2 separate regions of the Hordeum vulgare genome follow, and region 2 is linked to region 1. A link is a contact called in public Hi-C data. All regions are on one chromosome and are shown on one strand. Each heading gives the region's core, a stretch centred on a gene start, on an enhancer-like site or on the middle of the called end of the contact. The rest is flanking DNA. Distances are from core to core; before and after follow the strand shown.

Region 1 (7,414 bases), core at 1,445-3,944:
CTGGATAGAGCTCAGGAGGTAGTGAATATTGTTGGGAGCAATGGCGAAACATCGCCGAGGGACAAAAGAGGCAGATCAAGAGACATTGCCCTGAGCTCAGCCTTCATCCCACTATTTCATTTCAGTGTTGAGCTGCCAAGCATCGAAGATGCAGAGGGCACGTTGCAGTTCTTAATGGCACTTATCGAGAAGGGAAAGGCAAGGAGATGGGACAAGAACATCCTTCACCGAAGCAACATTAGCTGAGATTTCTGGGTCCTGATCCTTGTTACAGTGCTTGTCAATGGGGGTAGACGGGTAGTCAGCATACCCCCCTCAGACAACACCAGCCAGGATCACTGGGCAGCGTCCAGTGAACGTGGATGACCTTTGGGACAACCGCTCCACCACACAAGAGGGGTGTTAGCACAAGTGATTGTCATCCGTAAGCATCTGTTTATACCATTAGTAGATCAGGATAGATACCGATATAGAGGGGCTGGAGTAGCCGGCTTAATTTTGTAGCCTTTGTCCTGGATGATCCACCACGGAACAGGTAGGTTTAAGGTTTCAGCCTTTTTGTAGGCCAAATGTACACATGTAGGATTTTCCAGAATTTTGTCCACGGCTTTGTAAATGGTGGCATTTGAGTCGCAAAAGTTTTGTTGTCCACTAGTATCATTCTTCATTATGCGCATTTGTGTATCACACACGAAGGTTAACATATTTTTAGTCAGACAAATTATTCAAACTACCATGCAAAAATAGCCAGCCAGACATTATCTAAAAAAAACTACAGGCCTTGAATTTTCCATTCTTAAAGGATTGAAATTATTCAAACTACATTCTTAAAGGATTGAATGCTGTTGACAGTTTTTTATACGAGGTCATTCACTTTTTGTGCTTCGCATGCTCCAGTCAAGATGCGACTCACATCCCACCGTGCTGAAGACAAATGCATGTCCTCGTGAAAACAGTCATGTGACAATTCGGTTCTTCGAGTAACTGGAAACAATTCTCTGGGTAACTGGAGTTCAGTTGATGCCAACTTACCATGCTGCCAACTTACCATGCTCCGATATAAAATATGATTCGGCTACAAAGTCAGTTTAGAAACACCTTAATTGCAGACATGACACAGATATTACAGACGATTTAGCTCCATAATTAATCAACCATACAGAGCTTCAAACAAGCTGCAATCATTCTGACATTTTAATTTTAACAGTACCATCTTATCTTGATGTGAGATAAGTATGATTTACTTTGAGTATTTTCTTTACTTTTTATGCTTGGTTTAGTCATTTAGATGTGCAATATATGTGTCCGAGAATTGCAGAGAGCAATGAATGCTGGAGCCAACACAACGAGTAGAAATGAAAACAGGGTATTAAACCTTGCACCAAACTCAAGAAAGCTTAAGGCACATTTTAATTCTAACAATACCATCTCAAGGAGGTTTGCGGTAAACATTGCACAGATACTTAGGTCCCAAACAGAATAACATATTAAATCTTCAAAATTCGACCTAAAAGCACATAAGAAGGGTCTTTAGGATAGCAGATTCCAAAGGAGAACTGGAATTGCACTGCTTAGTCAAACAAGCTGAAGCCCATGTCATCATCGCTCTCTTCCTTAGCTTCCTCCTTCTTTTCTTCTTTCTTCTCTTCAGCGGGAGCAGCACCACCAGCAGCCGGGGCAGCAGCAGCAGCTGGAGCACCACCTCCACCTGGAAACGAATAGAAACATTACTACATTGACAAAGGCAGCAGTGAAGATAAAACAAAGCATAGAGCGACTGTTGCTTCTGCTCATGATAAATTACAATCATCCCGAATAGCATTCTCTACTATTACAATGCGCAGATTGGTCAAACAGGAATGGCTATTAATTTACACGTGAAATTAAATTCAGAATACATAACCGCTAAATAGGCATATCTACAAGTCTGACTAAGAAGATCATCCTCCAATTCAAGCTTACTAACATAAAGTTAAGTGATGAATTCTCCAGTTGCACAGACTAATCAAGCAGCGGATCAAAGTACGTTACATAAATTACAGGCAGTGGCAACATTATGAAACATTTACGACGAAGTTCACAACAGCGCAATGAATCAAAGCCTTGTATAAACTGCAGAAGAATAGAACAGTGAGAGCGGGAGAGGTTTACCAGATCCGACGGAGAGGATGAGGTCATCGACGCTCCTCTTCTCCAGGAGCTTGGCGAAGAGCGCTGGCCAGTAGGCCTCAACCTTGATCCCGGCAGCCTTCACCACCGTCGCGATCTTCTCAGACTGCATACGGCCAAGCAACCAAACACTCAGACAACGAAAACCAACCAGGGAACGTACAACGGAGAAGAAACCAAGACGAATAACTTACAGTGATGGGGATCCCGTCATCGTGGAGGATGAGGGCGGCAAGGGTGCAGGCGACCTCGCTGGAAGACATGGCGACGGATTCTCACCGGAGCGGATCTGCGATCTGCGAGAGCAAAGACACGAAACAGAGCGTTAGTATTAGATGCAGCGTCAGGGTACGGGAGGGGAGAGGATCTGCGGCAGCGGCGGCGGCGGCAAGGTGAGAAAGACGGGCTGCGGCTCTTACCTTTGGATGGAAGTGGAGGCGCAGGAGGCAGGGGGCTTCTAGGGTTTGGGGAGACGCGGTGGGATGGGATTTATAGCTGGTTCGTGCCGAGCACTAGGGTTTCCCGGTAGAAGTTTGGGCTGGACTGAACGGTCCCATGGGCCTTTGTGCTGATGCGGTGCAATGTGGTAAATGGGCCCATTGTTTCGTCATGTGTTGGGGGTAAAAAACTAAGGGTTGCACGATTGTGAAAATACATTACATGTACTAGCAAATATACCCGTGCGTTGCAACGGGAAAAACTATTAGATTATGCAAGTGTGGTAGATATAAAAAAGTATGATTTCATAAACAAAAAATATGATGCTCATCGCGACTTGATTTCTTAAAACGTCACAACATAATATTTTATGGCTGAGCAAACTGCATTTACAGACCCTGTCTGAGCTATACTGATGAATGATGTGCCTTAACTTAACTTAGCGTAGCGGTGCTTACCATAACTAGTATTCTGGTACGAGAATAAACATAATTGTATACAAAACTAACCCATAAAAAATGTGTCAATTTGGTTGGGCTCAACGTTGTACAAAACAGGAAAACTTTTTTTTACCTAACGCGAGGGACTAAAAAAATCATAAAACGACCTCCAGAGGTCTCGTAATAAAACCTTCATGTAAGTGATATTTAATTTTGTTCATTATTTACGGATGTGTTTTAATTTTTGCGAACATTTTCTAAAAATAGATGGAGATGTTTTTCAAATTCCTGAATATGCTTAGAATACTGGATTATTTTTAAATTTTTTGAACATTTCTTACTTCATGAAAAATTATTTGTGATTTTTTTATAATGTGTGAGCAATTTCTGAACTCATGAACTTTTTGTGATTTTCCGAATATTTTTCTGAATTCACAAATGGTTTATCGTTTTCCTATTTTTTTCAAACTCGCAACTTTTTGATATGCAAGGATCTAAATAAAATCATGAAATGACCTTTATAGGTCTCCTAATAAAACATTTACGTAAGCGACAGTTCGTTTTGTTCATTATTTATGGATGTGTATTAATTTTTATGAAGATTTTTCTAAAAGATGATGGACAAGCTATTCAAATTCATGAATATGTTTTGATTACTGAATAATTTTATACAAAAATCATGATCATTTAGTATTTCATTACAATTTATTTGAAATCGTGATTTGTTTTATAATATATGTGAGCAATTTTTGAACTCATGAATATTTTATGACGTTTTGAATATATTTGTCGAATACACAAACAATTTTTGCTTTTTCCTATATTTTTTATACTCATAAATTTTTTGATACTTTGTTCTTTTGAAATCTGAAATTAATTTAGGGAAGAAAAAACAAAAACAAAAAAAATACAAAACGGGGGGCCCTGACCTACACATGGGCCGGCCCATGCTTCACGGAGGTAAAGAAAAAGGGGAGAAAACATGTGAGAACCAGGGATCGAACCCTGGTCTCGAGTCTCAAGCTTTAACCATTAGCCATCGCGCTATTTGTCGGTTGTTGTTCTCCTAATGTATCGGGTGACATAACAACAAACAACGGCGCCGACTTCTGAAATCCGAAAAATGAACCGTTTTTTGACTTAGGAGTGGCATTGGTGGGTAATTTTAGCCAATTTATGGGGGCAATTTAAATGACGGATGACCAGAAACCGTATTTGCTTTATTATTAGGGAGAGATAGGGAAAGTACCAGGAAAAATGACTGTGCATCAAAATTCCACGCGCTAAATGAGGGGTCCACCACGTAGCGAAGTGCTAAGGCGGTAGGAGGCGATCGCGAGGCGATTGTGCTCCTACGCTAGGGTTAGGGTTTCGTCTCACGGGGGTGGTTGGAATTCGACAGAAACGTGGGTGACGACGGCGTCTTTTGGGGCTCTGGCTGAGGTGATTGTGTTCTCGGCTACGGAGCGGTTTGCCGATGAAGGCGTCAGGGCCATACAGTTTGTCGGTCTGTTTCTACCAGAGACACTGGTCGCTGGTTAAAGACAAGGTATGTCGGGCAGTAAAGGATTTTTTGAGTGGGGTTGTAGCTCCGGAAGCTTTTAACGACACGGTTATTGTTATGATTCCAAAGATAAGCGCCCCGGAGCTTCTGTCCCAGTTCAGGACGATTAGTGTGTGTAACGTGTTGTATAAAATAGCTTCGAAAGTCCTCGCAAATAAACTCAAAGAAATTCTTCCAATTCTTATCTCAGAGGAGCAAAGTGCCTTCGTTCTAGGTCGTCTCATTACAGACAATGTGTTAGTTGCAAGGTGACCCCCTTTCCCCATATTCGTTCCTTTTTGCGTTGAGGGATTTTCTGCCTTGCTGAAAAGAGCAAAATAGAATGCTGCGCTCAAGGGTGTGACCTTTGCTGGCACTGGCCCCACTATCACACATATGCTGTTTGCGGATGATAGCACTGTGTTTTTGGAGGGAACGAGGGCAACATGGAAGCTTTGAAGGAAATCCTCCATGGATGTGAAGAAGCTTCAGGTCAGAGGGTAAACTTGCAGAAATCCTCAATCTTTTTTGGGAGGGGTTGTCAAGAGGAGATCAAGGACGAGCTTAAGAATGTCCTGGGTGTGACAAGAGAGGCACTTAGCGAAAGGTACCTGGGTATCCCAACACTAGTTGGGAGATCAAAGGAGGGTACGTTCAAATATGTGACTAAGAGCTCAAAGACAAAAGTGGGAGGATGAAAAAGGCAAGGTCTCTCGAAGGCTGCTAGGGAGGTGTTGTTTAAATTAGGACTCCAAGCTATACCTACTTTTACCATGAGTTGTTTTCAGCTCACAAAGAAGACGTGTCGGAACTTGACTTTGATTTCTTCAAAGTTCTGGTGGGGTGCAACGAATTGTGAAAGGAAAGTGCACTGGATTTCTTGGAAAAAGATGGGCGCCTCTAAAAGGGAGGGGGACTTGGTTTCCGTGATCCTGAGGCTTTCAACCAAGCACTACTTGCCAAGCAAGCTTGGTGGATTTTACAAGAGCCAACGTTGCTATGTGCTTGTGTTCTCAAGGCATGCCACTTAAGAGAGGAGTCCATCTTGTCACCTACGCATCCGCCCAACGCATCCTTCACATATTGCAGCATCTTGCATGGTAGGGATGTGTTAAGAGAAGGGGTCATATGGAGTATTGGTGACGGCTCTAGCATCAATATCCACCATGATAACTGGATCGCGTCGAGCAATTGACAGAACCGCGCAAAGTCGTGACGTTATCTATGGCAATGATTATGTCTATAGGCATCACGTCCAAAATAAGTAGACCGATACTTTCTGCATCTACTACTATTACTCCACACGTCGACCGCTATCCAGCATGCATCTAGTGTATTAAGTTCATGAGAACAGAGTAACGCCTTAAGCAAGATGACATGATGTAGATGGACAATCTCATATCTACGATAAAAGCCCATCTTGTTATCCTTGATGGCAACAACATGATGCGTGCCTTGCTGCCCTTTCTGTCACTGGGAAAGGTCACCACACGGTATGAACCCAAAACCAAGCACTTCTCCCATTGCAAGAATCATAGATCTAGTTGGCCAAACAAAACCCAAGACTCGGAGAGACTTACAAGGATATCAAATCATGCATATAAGAAATTAGCAAAGACTCAAATATATATCATAGATAATCTGATCACAAATCCACAATTCATCGGATCTCGACAAACACACCGCCAAAGAGGATTACATCGGATAGATATCCATGAAGATCATGGAGAACTTTGTATTGAAGATCCAAGAAAGAGAAGAAGCCATCTAGCTACTAACTACGGACCCGTAGGTCTGAAGTGAACTACTCACGAGTCATTGGAGGGGCGATGATGTTGATGAAGAAGCCCTCCAACTCCAAAGTCCCCTCCGGCAGGGCACCGGGAAGGGTCTCCACATGAGATCTTGCGGAAACGGAAGCTTGCGGCGGCAGAAAAGTGTTTTCGTGGATGCCCTGATTTTTTCTGGATTTTTAGGGAATTTATAGGCCAAATACCTAGGGCAGGGGAGCGCCAGGGGAGCCACAAGCTTGGTTGCCGCGGCCTCCCCCTGGCCGCGACAACAGGGCTTGTGGGCCCCCTATGGGGCCACTTGCTTGGCCCCCAAGCCTCCCGATCTTCTTCCATTCTGGAAAAATTCATTTCGGGGATTTTATTCGTTTGGACTCTGTTCCAAAATCAGATGTGAAAAGAGTCAAAAACACAGAAAAAACAGGAACTGTCACTTGGCACTCAGTTAATAAGTTAATCCCAAAAAAGATATAAAAGGTAAACAAAACATCCAAAGTTGACAAGATAACAGCGTGAAGCCATCAAAAATTATAGATACGTTTGAGACGTATCATGCAGCACGGTGACGTCTCCCGCACCTTGATCCAGCAAGGAGGAGGGAGAGGTTGGGGAAGAGCTCCGGCAGCACGACGGCGTGGTGGCGATGGAGAGACGAGGTCTCGAGGCAGGGCTTTGCCAAGCACGGTGGGAGAGGAAGAAGAAGAGGAGCAAGGCTGCGCCGAGAGAGAGAGGAAGTCCCGTATCTCCAATGTCCACCCCCCCCCCCCCCCCCCGCTATATATAGGGGGAAGGGAGGGTGGCGCCCCCCCTTAGGGTTCCCACCCCTAAGGGGTGCGGCAGCCCTAGATGGGGAAAGGGGGTGGCGGCGAGGAGGGGAGGAGGGGGTGGCACACCCCCTGGTGGGCCTTAGGCCCACCTGCACTAGGGTTCCCCCCTTTCCCCCTCTTAGGCGCCATGGGCTGGGTGTGGGGGTGCACTAGCCCACCCAGGGGTTGGTTCCCTCTCACACTTGGCCCATGTGGCCTCTCCCGATG
Region 2 (6,952 bases), core at 4,220-6,719, 470 kb after region 1:
AACACAATTTTATCTTGAAATTTTAGTGAGGGGTCATCTTATAATTCTACCTCGTCCTAAGAAAAATAATATGCATAAAAGGATTAACATCACATGCAAATCATAATAGTGACATGATATGACCATCATCATCTTGTGCTTTTGATCTCCATCTCCAAAGCACCGATATGATCTCCATCGTCACTGGCATGACACCATGATCTCCAACATCGTGTCGCCACTGGGGTTGTCGCGCCAACTATGCTTCTACCACTATTTCTAACTCGTAGCGATCAAGTAAAGCAAAAAGGCACAAATAATTAAAGACAACCCTATGGCTCATGCGGGTTGCCGTACTCATCGACATGCAAGTCATGATAATCTGTACAAAACATGATTATCTCATACATCACATATATCTCATCATGTCCTTGGCCATATCATATCACAACATACCCTGCAAAAACAAGTTAGACGTCCTATACTTTGTTGTTGCATGTTTTACGTTGCTGTTATGGGTGACTATCAAAAACCATTCTTACCTACACAAAGCCACAACGGTGATATTCAAGTTGCTATTTAACTTTCTACAAGGACCGCCTTTGTCGAATCCGATTCAACTAAAGTAGGAGAGACAACCACCCGTCAACCATCTTTGTGCAACAAGTTGCATGTGAGTCCTTGGAACCGGTCTCTTGTACGCGGACGAGTAAGGTTGGTCCGGGCCACTTCATCCCACAATACCGCCGAATAAAAATAAGACTAAGGAAGTAAAAAATCTGCACATCAATGCCCACAAACACTTTGTGTCCTGCTCGTGCATGTTATCTACGCATAGACCTAGCTCATGATGCCACTGTTGGGGAACGTCTCATGGGAAACAAAAACTTTCCTATGCTCACCAATATCATTCTATGAAGATCAACAACTACGAGAGGGGAAGTGCATCTACATACCCATGTAAATCGCTAAGCGGAAGCGTTGAGAAACGCGGTCGATGTAGTCGAACGTCTTCGCGGTCCAATCACGATCCGTCCCGCGACCCAATCACGGACATCCCGATCAAGTGCCGAACAGACGACAACTCTGCGTTCAACACACACATAGCTCGATGACCGCCTTTACCTCCTCGATCCAGCGAGCGATGGTGAATAAGTAGCTTGAGTTCCCGGTAGCACGCCATCGTGGTGGCGGTGGTGGTGGAGCTGACTCGGTAGTACTTCGCCAAGCGTTGTCGCGGAAGAACGGGAGAGAGGAACTACAAGAGAGAGAGAAGGGCAGCGTCGCAGATGTTTCTGGGGAGGCTGCCCTCCCTCTCCTCTAGTATATATAGGAGGGAGGGTGGAGGAGGACGACGCCCTAGGTTTTCCCCCAGGGTGGGGCGGCGGCCACCAGGGGACTTGGCCCCCAAGGAAGGAGGGGCGACGACCACTTCTGGGCCAGCCCTCCTCCTTGGCCGCATGGGCCTTAGGTGGGAGTGGCGGCAAGCCCACCAGGGGCTGGTGCGCCACCTCTCATAGCCCATGGGGCCCTTCGGTATAGGCGGGCCCTCCTGGTGGCCCCCCGGAACTCTTCCAGAACATCCGTCACAAAACCGATAACCTTTTGAAACTCTTCGAAAACTCGAATACCATCTTCCCATATATCAGTCTTTACCTCCGGACCATCCTGAAGCTCCTCATAATGTCCGGGATCTCATCTGGGACTCTGAATAACCTTCATTCACCAACACAATAACTCAACTATACTAGATCGTCATCGAAAGTAAAGTGTGTAGACCCCGCGGGTTCGAGAACTATGCAGACATGATGGAGACACCTCTACGGTCAATAACCAATAGCAGGACCTGGATGTCCACGTTGGTTCCTACATATTCTACGGAGATCTTTATCGGTCGAACCATGATTTCAAGGATTCAACTAATCCCGTATGCAGTTCCCTTTTGCCATCAATATATTACTTGACCGAGATTCGATCGTCGGTATCTCCATATCTCGTTCAATCTTGTTTCCGACAAGTCTTTACTCGTTCCATAATACAAGATCCGATGACTAACTCCTTAGTCACATTGCTTGCAAGCTTATCGTGATGTTGGATTACCGAGTGGGCACTGAGATACCTCTTCGTCACATGGAGCGACAAATTCCAGTCTTGATCCATGCCAACTCAACAGACACCGTCGAAGATACCTGTAGAGCACCTTTATAATTACCCAGTTATGTTGTGACGTTTGATACACACAAGGCATTCCTTCGGTGTTAGGGAGTTGCATGATCTCATGGTCACACGAACAAATACATTGACATGCACAAAGCAGTAGCAGTAAACTTGATACGATTAAATACTATGCTTACGGTTTGGGTCTTGTCCATCAGATCATTCTCCTAATGATGTGATCCCGTTATCAAATGACAACACATGTCTATGGCTAGGAAACCTTAGCCATATTTGATCGACGAGCTAGTCCAGTAGAGGCTTACTAGGGACACTTTGTTATCTATGTATCCACACATGTATTTGATTTTCCGATCAATACAATTATAGCATGGATAATAAACAATTATCATGGACAAGGAGATATAATAATAGCCACTTTATTATTACCCGTAGGGCATATTTCCAACATATCTATGTGGGCGACCTATTCTATCTATCTATGATAGTTTCAAACTTTTCGATGCACCCAAGAGACGATTATGTATGAGGATATAAACCCACATCAAAATTATAAAATCAAAGTAGTACATCTCAAATAAAGATATAACACAATGCTTGTGCATCGCCATACGGACACTACATGAAGTCATCATCACTATTCTCACTAACATGGGGATTCGAGAGGTCTTCACGATTGCATCCAAATGTTAGCTTGAACTAGTTTCTCTGGCATAAAAGCATCAGCGGAATCGTAATATGCACCGCTGCCTTTTTATGGCGCAACATTCTTACCTAACTTACTACTCTTCGAGCTTGCATAACCCTTGGATTTATTCTAAGCTCTTTCTCGGCATAAAGTTCTCGTCACCATCGCTCGTCATGTGCTTAGAGTTAGTGTCACCCTTCCCCGATGCAACTCGACCCTCAGATCTTTTCCGAGCTTGTTTGCTTGGCATAAAGTCATCATCATATATGCTCACTTTCTTTGAGCTAGCGCCACCCCTAGCTGATGCTACACTCCGGGCAGGTCTTATAGAGTTGGTATCGGACATGGCTAGATAAATGGCAATGGAAAGATGAAGAACACAACATGCAAGGGGGGAGTGGTTTTATAGAGTTGCCAAGGCAAGAGAAAAGGCGGGAAACAAAATACCGAGAAAAAGGGTAGGAAAAAATGGCGGGCAAAAGGCAAAAAAATGGTAGGGAAATATTGGTGGGAGAAAACATACGAGAATAAATTTGGCTGGAGAAAAGGGCGACAAGAAATTTGGCGGGCGAAAAGGGCGCAAAGAAATTTGGCGGGAGAATAGGACGAGAAATGGGTTGGCAGAAATAAAAAAGGGGGAAATTAACCTTCTATTTCTAAATAGCTACCACCTACTAGCTATTTTTCTAGACATGGAGGTATACCACTTAGCAAGCTATGCATGCAAGTCATAAATTACATTGTTTTATTTATTAGTCTATGCATGCAAACATCACATCATCAATTCTTGCATGTTACTCATAAAGTTATTTTTTGCATTAGATTTCGTACTGCCAATATATGTGTTGATCGCTTGCACCATACCTATGTAGTTAACATTCACATGTTTGTTAAAAATGACAATCTTTGAACTGCAATCATTTTTCTCTCTTTCTATACATGTCTTATTTTTTTATTTTTAAGATTACATTCTCTTCCCATTAGTTTTATTTTATTTATCAACTTTCATGCATTCTTTTAGCAAGTTTCCCGCAACAACGTGTTGGGGCATCATCTATTCTCTATGATCTCACATTTTATGTCAAAGCTACAATTTTTTCCATTACAATAGGGTACAACTGAAATTAAGACACATTGAACTATTGACATAAAGCTACATTAAACTATTGAAATAAAGATACAACCGATTGTAAATTTTAAGATACTAGCACAGAAACCTACCGAGTCCAGCGTGAATATATTCCTTTCCCATCACGTGCTTCTTCTGCTCCCTTGGCCTCATAAGCCCTTTCTTTCTATCTGTGTCTCTGTGCCTCACAAGTCTCCTTTTGACGTTGTTCCCGCTTCTTCATGTGACATCTCTCTTCCCGTTTTTTTCCAGTAAACCTGAAAGAAACGGTTTTGCTCGGCATAGTATTCTTTCAACTCTCTTTTTTTACTTTGCTTTCTCCTCTACTGCCGCCTTTTTGTCGCTCTTCCGCGTATAAAGTATCCCATGCACGACAACTTTTTTCACGAACTTCAGTCACTGTCCAAGCTGTCATCTCCGTATCAATCCAAGGATAGTACTTGCACAAAGGTGGAGGAGACAACAACACAAATAAGATTACTAATAAAGAAATCAAGAAGAACACCAACAATATGTCTACTCATGATGGTCAAAGCATACTGAAGACATGTCGTCTGGAGAAATAGTTACGGGTGGATCTTTTCATAATTGACGCACATGAAAAACTTCATGCCCAACAAATCAGAAAAGTTCATCATCTCCTTCACCTTGTAAAGATCATCACACCAACACCGCATGTGTGCCATTCCGGGGGCAAACTTGCATTCTTCATTTTTCTAGACCTAATGCTTTAATCCAAATAAGCCAAACTCATAATAAATAAGAGTGTAACATCTAAGCATAGTAACGATTTCATGGGTGCTTGAAGAAGGATGAAGAGAAGCTCAATGCCTCATTTTATAGGCTCCTCTACACAACAATCAGTGTCAACAACAGTGCCGTCACCTCGCGCGCAACAATAGTGTCCACCTCTCGGCATGGCGGCACGACCCACCCGCCCGACCCTGTTCCGTGACTGCTCACGGTTGGGCGGGGAATCCCGTTACTCACGGGACGCCGCGTGGTTGGTTGGCGGCACCGCCTCATCGCGCGGCGGCATCTGCCATGTGCTGACACGATGAAGGTGATCCTTTCACGCAATTCAACTGAAATATGATTTTTCTGACAATTTGACTCGATAAGTGGTCATTTTGGTAAAAGAATTTCAAAAACGATGGAATCCAGAAAAGCGGTATACCGGCGACGACTGTGGTGGTGGTTTTTCCATCCGACTGTGAATTAGCAACTCTGAAATAAAGATTGACGTTTCTTATTACTCCCTCTGTTCCAAAATAAGTGTCTCAAGCTTAGTACAATTTTGTACTAGAGCTAGTACAAAGTTGACATATTTATTTTGAGACGAAGAGAGTATTTATATTAAAACAAAATGACGTTGTCCTTTGCTTCCAACCCCGCCGAAATTCCCCAGCACGACGAGGTGTTTCCCGCAAAATCGCAGCCCAGCGGGCGGGCAATACGGGGGGAGGAGAGAGAAGGGAACAAAAGGAAAAGGAGGCAGCAGGCGGGCGGGCGGCTCGCCTCAGCCTCAAGCCTCGCCGTACCGGAGCAGCCAAGTCCTCTCCCCCCCCCTCCCCCCCCCCTCACTTTCCCTCTCCTCCCAAAAAGGCAAAGCGGAAAGGAGGCAGCAAGAGAGAGAAAGAGGCAGCACGATACCAGTAACAACCAGGAGAGAGAAACAAGAGAGAGAGAGAGAGAGAGGCACCTCCTCCCTCCCTCCCCTGCCGGCCTCCCCTGCTCTCCCCCCCTGCGCCGGTCGGCTGCAGCAGCTGCTGTCCCCTCCCCACCCCCGATCCCCATGCTCTCCCTCTCCTAGCCCGCCGCAACGACCAACCACCCTCGCCCGCGGTTGGCTGTCCCCCTCACCTCCGATCCGACTCCGGGGATCGATCCGCTCTTCCGCACCGCACCGGGCCTATATATAACCCCCCCCCACCATCCCCGCACCGAACCTTCCAGAACCTCACCCCCCTCCCTCCCTCTCCGGCAGCAGATTCTTCGTTCCGTTCGGGATGGCCGTAGTCGAGACCTCCGCCGACCACGTCGCCCCCGCGGCTGCCGCCGACCACGCCGCCGCGCCATACCGCGCCTCGGAGGAGGGCGGCGACGCGGGGGAGCGCGAGATGCGGGATCTGGAGGAGCTCCTCTCCAAGCTCAACCCCATGGCGGAGGAGTTCGTCCCGCCCTCGCTCGCCGCGCACCCCATGCCGCCGCCCCCCTACGCCGGGTACTACCCCAACGGCCCCCCCGCCGCCGGCTTCGCGCCGGTCGCCTCGCCGGGCCACCGTGGGGTCGTCGGCTTCCCCGCCGCCGACGGCCGCGGCAGGGTAAGGAGGGACGATAGTCCTTGTGTTTACTTTTTCGATCGAGGGGTTCGGCTCCTCTGTTCCTGTCGCCGGTGCTCGTCTGATCTGCTCCTTCCTGCGCGCAGAAGAAGTTTGGTGGAGGGTACGGCGGCGGCTACCCCCACGGCGGCAAGCGGCGGATCAACAGCCGCACCAGCCAGGCGCAGCGCGACGAGGTGATCCGCCGTACGGTCTACGTCTCCGACATCGATCATCAGGTCAGCCCACGGATCCATGCCCGCACCTTCCTTTGTTGATTCTGCCTGCGACGAGCCTTGCTCGACCGTCCCTTCCCAGACTGTGATAAATCCGTTCACGTTACCTCCGCAACCGCAAAGAGTTTGTTCACCTGTTGATTGGTTTGATGTCATTTTTATACGTTCCTATCACTGCCGGTTATCATGATCGCTCGCCGCTCAGCTAGATTTCGCCTTGTGTGACTTCTGTCGGGCACGTGCTGTTCAGATGGCAAAAAAAACGTTAGCAGGATTGAGATCATCGTAACATCAAGATGGGATGGGGCTGAGAGCAGGTGGATACTGGATACGCCAGCGGTTGCTCCTTTTGATCATCCTTTTGTTGTTTGGATAGATTTGGATGCCACTTCTCACTGTAGTAAGTTTTGCAGTTCTTGGTCAT

What was found. Hi-C and Micro-C count contacts between places; a contact is called where the count stands out from the background.
Region 2: a contact with region 1 is called in a Hi-C map of seedling, with 4 times the contacts expected there. The contact joins the promoter of LOC123406978 here to the promoter of LOC123407887 in region 1. A contact is called at or near these places in 3 of 6 Hi-C or Micro-C datasets (leaf and seedling) and 1 of 1 datasets of contacts at active chromatin or transcription factors (embryo).

What each region holds. Positions count from the first base shown.
Region 1 is chr7H:422,493,299-422,500,712 of MorexV3_pseudomolecules_assembly, forward strand. LOC123407887 (60S acidic ribosomal protein P1-like) reads right to left here and starts at 2,695. Exons shown (of 4, transcript XM_045101124.1): 1 at 2,589-2,695; 2 at 2,364-2,465; 3 at 2,152-2,275; 4 at 1,388-1,708. The coding sequence starts at 2,432. The coding sequence ends at 1,572. It overlaps LOC123408636, which reads left to right. Exons shown (of 47, transcript XM_045101698.1): 47 at 1-654. The coding sequence ends at 246.
Region 2 is chr7H:422,965,116-422,972,067 of MorexV3_pseudomolecules_assembly, forward strand. LOC123406978 (polyadenylate-binding protein-interacting protein 11-like) reads left to right here and starts at 5,470. Exons shown (of 10, transcript XM_045099999.1): 1 at 5,470-6,295; 2 at 6,400-6,531. The coding sequence starts at 5,981.